2 separate regions of the Gossypium arboreum genome follow, and region 1 is linked to region 2. A link is a contact called in public Hi-C data. All regions are on one chromosome and are shown on one strand. Each heading gives the region's core, a stretch centred on a gene start, on an enhancer-like site or on the middle of the called end of the contact. The rest is flanking DNA. Distances are from core to core; before and after follow the strand shown. Region 1 holds the start of LOC108482082 (cyclin-D3-3-like). Region 2 holds the start of LOC108479788.

Evidence for each region. Hi-C and Micro-C count contacts between places; a contact is called where the count stands out from the background.
Region 1: a Hi-C map of leaf shows a contact between it and region 2, with 4 times the contacts expected there. The contact joins the promoter of LOC108482082 here to the promoter of LOC108479788 in region 2. A contact is called at or near these places in 2 of 5 Hi-C or Micro-C datasets (both in leaf).

What each region holds. Positions count from the first base shown.
Region 1 is chr1:78,516,384-78,520,469 of ASM2569848v2, forward strand. It overlaps LOC108482082 (cyclin-D3-3-like), which reads right to left and starts at 2,389. Exons shown (of 4, transcript XM_017785189.2): 1 at 1,758-2,389; 2 at 1,474-1,675; 3 at 1,217-1,353; 4 at 682-1,148. The coding sequence starts at 2,198. The coding sequence ends at 936.
Region 2 is chr1:77,912,012-77,916,275 of ASM2569848v2, forward strand. LOC108479788 reads right to left here and starts at 2,902. Exons shown (of 3, transcript XM_017782576.2): 1 at 2,252-2,902; 2 at 1,586-1,933; 3 at 732-1,498. The coding sequence starts at 2,647. The coding sequence ends at 914. LOC108479787 (transcription initiation factor TFIID subunit 4b-like) reads left to right here. Exons shown (of 13, transcript XM_053029184.1): 13 at 1-242. The coding sequence ends at 137.

The DNA.
Region 1 (4,086 bases), core at 1,139-3,638, 600 kb after region 2:
TCTTTTTAACGATATTGATTTGACAACTTATATAATAGTTTATGTTAGCATGATACTATTTATTTTATATGTCATTTCAACAAATAATTTAAAATTTATAAAAGTTCATAAAAAATAAAGTACACATTAATTATCGTAATGTTTTAGTCAGTATTTCTATTAAAAAATCAATTTAACTCTTTAAAAGATTAATAATCAAATTTTACTTTTTAAAAAAATTAAGACTAAATTTAACTAAAAAATAAGGGTTAAATTGATAAAAATATAAATATTAACAGTTAAAATTATGGTTATATAAAAAAAAAAAGCTGCTGCTAAAATAGTTGAAGGTCTACTCCATTAATAAACAATGAGAAGCCTGTTATAAGTTTTGTATATGTATGTATTTTTATTGGTATAATAAGATGTTTAATACTTTTTTTTTACACAATCATAAATACTTTACGGTCTAAGATCAAACATTAAGTAATGAATAAGCAAGATATGTTCCAAGGAGGTCAAAACCCCAAAATTACAGTCACAAAATCTGCCGGTGGCCGACAAGACAAAAATGCTCCTTCCATGGCATGCAAACCAACAAATACGTATAAAAGTATAATATACACACTTCCATGTGTATTTTCAGTCATCTGGACATTCTTTTATGAATAGTATAAAAATGTGACATTTAAAATAAAAAAATTTTATTAACTTCTGAAATTAGCATTATTATGAAGATTAAAACATTATCGCAAAGGACTCTGCATTACCTATATTCATATATTTCTTTGTTAACATTGTTCCGGTTAAAATGCAAACCATCTCTGCTTGCAAATTTTCTCACCAACCACACATTTCAGATTCAGAAAATAAGCAGAGATGGGAAGCAATTTAACTTGCATCTTTTAATTAAATAAAGAAAAAAGAAAGAGAAATATTATTGTGAAGCGGGAAATTTAGTGAAGGAGCTGAGTTTTGATCTTCTTGGAAACAGGGTCTGGTGATGAAACTCCCCATGAATCGTTGGATTCATCAGAAATAAACAACAAATCTATTACGCCATTTGGGCTTTCAGGAATCCACTTGAATCTGCGCTTCTTTGATTGGTTGCCTTCCTCTCTTGTTTTTGTCAATTCTATTATCAATTTACAGGATTCATCTACCTTGTCCTGTTTCAAACATGAACCCAGGATGAACATTGGAAAAAAAAGTAGACAAAATTAATACAAAACAGTACCTTGTTAATTCCCAGGTTGTCTAAAAGCTGGTTTTCGAATTGTACTCTAAGATTAGGTTCAAGCTCAACGCTATCCATAACTTGCAGCATTATAGCAGTGGCCATTGCTGAAGGAAGGTAGCACAAAAACCTTGAATCTGTCAATGAATTTAACAGGAATTTAGATTCAATTCATGATTTTGATAAACGAAAGAAAGGTTTTCTTTTCTTTTTGTTTTTTTTTTTTGGGGGGGGGGATGTGGAGGGAGGGTGTAAACCTGAAATGACAGAGAGCAAAATTTGGTCACATCTCCTGAGAAATTCCCAACAAACATGGCCTTTCAACCCAAGCCTCCTTGCAATGTAATCAAGAAATGAAATTGGGGTTATAGGGTTCATTTTCCATTGAAGTGTGGAGAGTACCAAAATCTCCATTCTTTGGATTGTTTTGGCCTCAAAATAATATTTGCTCTCCTCCACCTAAACAGATGAGCAAAAACCCAACATTGATAAGCTGAATCAAATGAGAAAAAAAAAATCAATGAAAACTTAAAGTACAAACTTGTAAGTCCAGTAGGAGAGGCACTTGGGTTTCTTCCACTTTGGCTGCTAGAGAAAGACAAGCAACAGCACCTAGTTGAGTCATCCATGGTTTGTCAGTTTGGAAAGGGAGGCTAAACAAGAATCTATCGAGATAATTGACAGCAAGAACAGCAGTGAGAGCAGAGAAGGAATGGTGAGCAGTGACTTTCAACATCCAATCCACAGCAGTAAAGCGAGCCACAGCTAGATTCCTATTGGTTTGAAGGCAATTGTACATTTGACTTTGCTCTTCCTTTGAAAGTAAGGAGGAAAGTTCATCATCTTCCCACAAGAAGTCCTGCTCTAACAAGATTGGAAATGGGTTTGATTTATTGAAACAACTTTCTTCAACAAAGTGGTCTTCTCCTGTGTCTTCTGAACAATAAAGAGAATCGATAACAAATGGAGAGTTGAAAGCCATTTTTCATCCACCCAAGGAATAATGTCTCAAGATGTTGGTTTCATTTATAAAATAACAGAGGAGAAGATAAAAGAAAGAGCGAGGTTGAACCTTCAGAAAACTGAGGGAAGTAAGCACTAAGGCGAAGGACGTACTTTTCTTCTTTAGTGGGTTGGCTCAACTCATTTAAATAACCTATTCATTATCACAATAATGAATAAAATCCATGTCAAAATATCTTTATTACCATGATAAATATTAGTCATACCAACACAACATGTGACATTCATTAACTTGAATATCACCACTCTCATTCTACTCTAATTTTGTTTTCAAATAATTATTTTTTATCTCTTTAATATTAATATATTTAATATAGGAGGACGAGAGTTCGAATGCGTTGAAGCGTATTATCCCCCTATTTATAGGTTAGGACAAGTTATGAGTAATTCTAGTTATTGTGTAAAAAATAGATATAATCGAATTTATAATAAAATTGTTCCAAAAAAAGATAAATCTCAAAATTATACATAAACTTTAGTCTATTGTGCAACTCAATACAAGTACCTTGGTTTTGTGTAATTTTATATATGAAATTTTGTTTTGATCAAATTCTTATAAATTATTAACACAATTATTGATATAACATCATTTTATGTTTATGTATTACATACACATATAATTATATTTATCTAATATAAAAATAAATTGATATATTTATTTCTTTAAATATGTATGATTGAATCAAAATTAAAATTTTATGTATACATTTGAACTACAATCAAAGTTTCTTATGTACAATTGTACTAAATTAAAGTTCATGTATCAAATTATACATTAAATCATAATTAATGTATAATTTCGAATTTATTTAAAAAATCATTATATTCGATAATGCTGCCATAGCATTTGATAAGTTGGTTTTCATCTAATTTGGTTTTTTCCTCCTTTTAGTATAAAAAGAAATTTGCACCTACACAGAAAAAAAATTGGTTGTAAATCATTGCAAAAATTACTTTAATTAGTACCCTATTAAAGAAATTTTATATTTTTTATTAATTTAACTTTCAGAAATATATATTTTATCAATTTAATGCTAAATTAGGTTAATTTTTTTATAAAAATACACTAATCTCATTTTTAATAAAAAAAAAGTTGTATGTTTTGAGGTTATTAATTTTTAAATTGAAAAAAGGCTAAAATTAGATAAAAGTTTTAAAGTTTATCATGTTTTATCAAATTTTGTTAAAAACATTTCTTATAATTTTAAAGTCTAGGTTTTGTCAAAATTTAATGAAATTATTATTTTAGATAAATATAAACAAATTTTTGTGATAAAGATAGAAGTATTTTAAATAAATATAACCGTGTTGTAATAAAAATTGAATATAGCACTAAGATGAGGGACGTACTTTTCTCCCTTAATGGATTGGTTCAGTTCCCCAACTAATAAATCATTTAAATAACGTATTCATTATTTTAATTTGTATCTAATCGTAATTAAATCTCTTATTAAATATTAGTTTAACACGAATTTAAATTGTATTATCTTCATCTCCACCCCTAATACAGAAGTGTAGCTAGGGAATAGGCAGGGCTCAGCCTCCTTAAAATGAATTTTTTTATTTAAATCTTTTAAATTTTTAAAATTTTAAATTAATAAAGATAAAATTATAACTTAATCCCAAAAATTAATAATATTTTAATTTAATTTTTAAAATTATAAAAATATAATATATTAAAATAATAAAATTACATTTTTACTAACATAAAATTATAATTTAATTTCTATCGCTTCTAAAAAATTTATTTTGAAAATTAATAACGCCTGAATTATGGGCCATACCAACACAATTACTTCAACACGTGACATTCATTAACTTAAATATCGCCAGTCTTATTTTACTCT
Region 2 (4,264 bases), core at 1,652-4,151:
AAGATGTGAACTGCAGGCCTCTATCTGCATCTGGAAAAAATTCAAGGGACTATCAAGAATCGGAGAACAGGTGCCCACTCAGTCCTCCTGCATCTGGTAAGCTTGGTTCATGGCTAGATCTCTTGATTCATGGTTAATATGGTTGTAATATTTATCATGCATGCCATTGCATTAGATGACACTGTCATGGATGCTTGTGTACAACCGAGCAATTTGGAAACAAGTCCCATTATGTTTGATCATATCGATTGGTAGTTAGCAGGTTATGTGCTCAGGACTCCTCTCCTTGCAACCAGGGGAGGATGGTTTCTGTTGTGTCCTCTCTATTTGCTTTGTTTCTTTCAATAGGGTCAAGTAGGAAATCTGGGCGCAACCAAGGTGTCTCAACCCATACTAGAGTGGCTCGTAGTATTTCTGTTAAGGACGTGATTGCAGTTCTGGAAAGAGAACCCCAAATGTCTAAGTCTACACTTATCTATCGCCTGTATGAAAAAACCCGTTCCGAGGCAGCAGCTGAGTGATTATGATACACCTTTATACTATGGTATGATTTTTCAATGTTTTGCACAAGCAATCTGATTACGGAGTGTGGAAGTTGAGACGTCCATGGCTTGATCTTCAGCTTAATTTTATAAAATCTCAGGAGAAACCCGGACAACTGTAATTTCTAGGTGAAATAGGATTAGAAAATTAAAGATATTTTCATCCTAGGAAATATGAAAATCAATGTGTATTTACAAATTGAAAGCGACATTATCCAATAACAAAAAAATCTTACAGACAAGTACAATTTCGACTTTAGCTTGTAGTTAGTTAGTCAAGTAAAAGTGTTACATGTAGTCAAAGTTGTATGGAAATTTGCCAAAAAGCCCTCTTCTTTTAAAAAAATTTCATCCTCCCAGATAAAATGGTTTCATGAGCTTTTATCTAGTTTACCAACTTTGGATCGGTATGGAGCAGTAGCCAAACTAGTTTTTAGGGTTGGACCCTGAGAGAATTCACAGGCTTCATCCATTGAAGCCAATCTTATTTCATCAGGAGGTATGAAGCAGTCCGCTGACAGACCTGGAACATTGAATGCCACTTCTTTGATTGCCCACGCTTCTTCCATCCTGGTCCGAGTGTGGCTCATTGCAGTATCTCCAAACCGGAAAAGGGTCACCACGGAGCGTCCCGAGTGAGCAACCATTATTCCTTCAACAAGTCTGTAATCCTCGAGAGATGAATCGATTGTAGTCTCCCAGTACACAGCATCTCCCCCGTTGTTTTGAATTCGGGTTAAATGTGAGTCTTCCAAGTGCACAAGAAGGCCTGTTTTCTGGCTGAAGTAGCCGAATAAAACATGTCTAACGATCTCAGCAGGTCCTTCGCTCCTGGCCTTCAATGTTGCGGGATCGGCACAAAGCTTGAGTATAAAACAATCCTCCCCATTGATCTGCTTCTCACCACTACATCTCGCATTTGTAAACATGCTTGCTGTTGTTCTCGGATCAAGACCCTGCACAAGAATACCAGTTTTGGTACCATAGCCAGAAATAAATTTACAAGGAACAAACAGTAAAGAAGCGAAGAGGTGGAGGTTAACCTGGAGTGCACGGCGAAGGGGGCGAACAGGGCCTCTAGTAGCATGTGCACCAAGCCAAGGAGTATGCCTCCACACAAGCTTCCCATTGCAGCCAGCATGAACCTTGCTAGCACCAAGTGCGAGCTCCACGTACCACATGTCGGGATTCATTTGCCACAACACAAACCCACCAGATTCGGCAACTTTGGTAGAATTCCGATTCTTGGTGACCTTGTTAGCCGTCTGGAACTCGGAAGCTATCATTCTAACCCTACCCATTGCATAAGCATTGTGGATGGAGTTCTGAAGCTTTTGCCCACCTGAAGCAGCAGTATACTGCTGTAATATGTATTGAGCAGATGATGATTCCTGAAAATATTTACAACACATTAGAGTCAGAGATTGTTCCTTCCATGAGCCCCCAAACCAGTAGTGCTAATCAAATTCTTCTTCCATTTAGGTTTATTTCTCCCAAAACAAGTAGATCCAGATTGAAAAAAACAACTCTTATCTGTCTATTAAGCAACCCTACTATAATCCATCAAAATCCCATAGTCATCAAGTGAAAGGAAAAGCCAAACCCAACATCAAAAATCTCAGCACAAGACTTATTCTCTGAACAAAAATAAAAAATGCAGCATCAGGGAAGAAAGAAAGAGAGAAGAAAGGGTGTGGTTGGGGGCTCACAATTGGGGTGTCTTTAATGGTGATGTGAGAGAAAGAGTCCAAAGCGCTAACGTGCACTGGCGCGAGCGGTGCACCCAAGACTCCAAGCAACAACCTCAGATCGGAGCGTTCACAGGTTGAGGTAGAAACGGAAGGGCCTCCTCGTGCCAGCTGACCTTTTATCCACTGAGCCCACCTACCTTCCATCCTGGAATTTTCAGCGTCCGTTCCATCAGGATCAGGACCTTCTTTCAACGGCGACAAAGCTTCGGCCGGCCTGAGGCCCCCAGACCTAAAGAAAAAGGGCTCGGGATGGTGGCTGTAATTCTTCCTCCGACGGCGCAGTAAGTTGGACATTGGTGATGCAGTCCTGGCGGGACTTTTAGCCCGCGAACGACTCTCCTGCTTTCTTTCCATTTCAACAGAAAACCCACAAGCCTTCTCCCTTTTCTGCTCTTAAGAGACACTCAGAAAGTGTAAAAGAGAAGAAACAGACACAATGGTACACTGAGAAAAGTAGCTGATACTGAAGAAGAAGGAGAGGAAGAAGAAGAAAAACAAATAGTTTCTAGAAAAACAGAAAATGAGGGAATAAGAAGGGAAATTAATTAATTTGATTAGGACAAATATAGTTTCGCTGATTAAGATACTGTATCCCGCTTAGGTAAGGTTGGTACCAATATAGGTATAATTTGGTATCTTGTTTCAATTTTATACGTAGCTCAGATTATTATTTCATACACGTAACTTTTATTATTATAAATAAAATTTAAATATAAATATGTTCATTAATATACATCACAAATCTAATTCTTACATTGTTTTTATATTAAAATTAGATTACATTTTATTCCTTATACTTCAAAAAATAGACAAATTAATTCTTTTATGTTAGAGTAAATTAGTCCTTTTAATTAAATTTTAATAATTTGTACTATTAAAATTGATGTGGTGTTTGAAATAACAAATAATAACATATGATGTGTCACATATATTTCGTGCTAACCTACAAGAACCACTTTTTAACAAAAAATGGATAATTTTTTCATAAGATTAATTTGCTCTTTAATCTAACGTACAATGATCATTTTACTTATTTTTAAATAAAAAGACAAAATATAATATGATTCTTAATGTAAAGATGATACTTTTATTAATTCCTTTTCACTTATTAAAACGCAATAAATTATTAGTTTTTCTAATAGCATATATTACAATTAAATTTAATTAACAATTTAAGTTGATGGAATTGAATCAGCCTAAATTTAATTAAAATAATATATTTTTAACTTTACTTAAATTTATTTATTTTTATTGATTAATACGGAACATGCGAATAACAAATATAAACGAAAATTTGCATCAAAATAAAAAGTTTAATTTAGGGTTTGTTTGGACAACATGAATAATTGAATAGAAGTGTAATTACATTCTTTTATAATTATAAAGAATTGTAAGTCCTTAGACATGTTTGGTGACAAGATGTAATTACATTATAATTCTCTACATCATGTTTTATATTATAAATTATAATTACATAGTTACATAATTTATATTTTAAAAATATTAATTACTATACAAAAATTATTAGTATGATAAATATTATATTTAATCAAGTAACAAAAAGTAAAATTAAATCTTCATATTTATTATGTTAGTATAAAAAATAGTTGATAATACGATTATTAATAAAACTAATAAAAAGTAAACATTATATGCACATTTATCTAACTGTTTTAGTGTAGATTTGTTAGGTTATGCCATCTTTAATATTTAACATATGCTCATTATCCTCATTTGTTAGTTCTTGACTAAGTTCATCATCATCTGAATTTGGATTTGCATCATTAGGATTATTAAAATCTCCTTTCATATATTCTTTGAAGTATGAATAATCTCAATTCACCAATAGTTAAAGTTATGAAATATGAAACATGTTAGTACAATCCAACATTATATTTTTATGTTATATTAAGGTGATGTTAATATGGGGAAAAAAATTAGAAGAACAGATATCTTCTCAACCATCTTAAA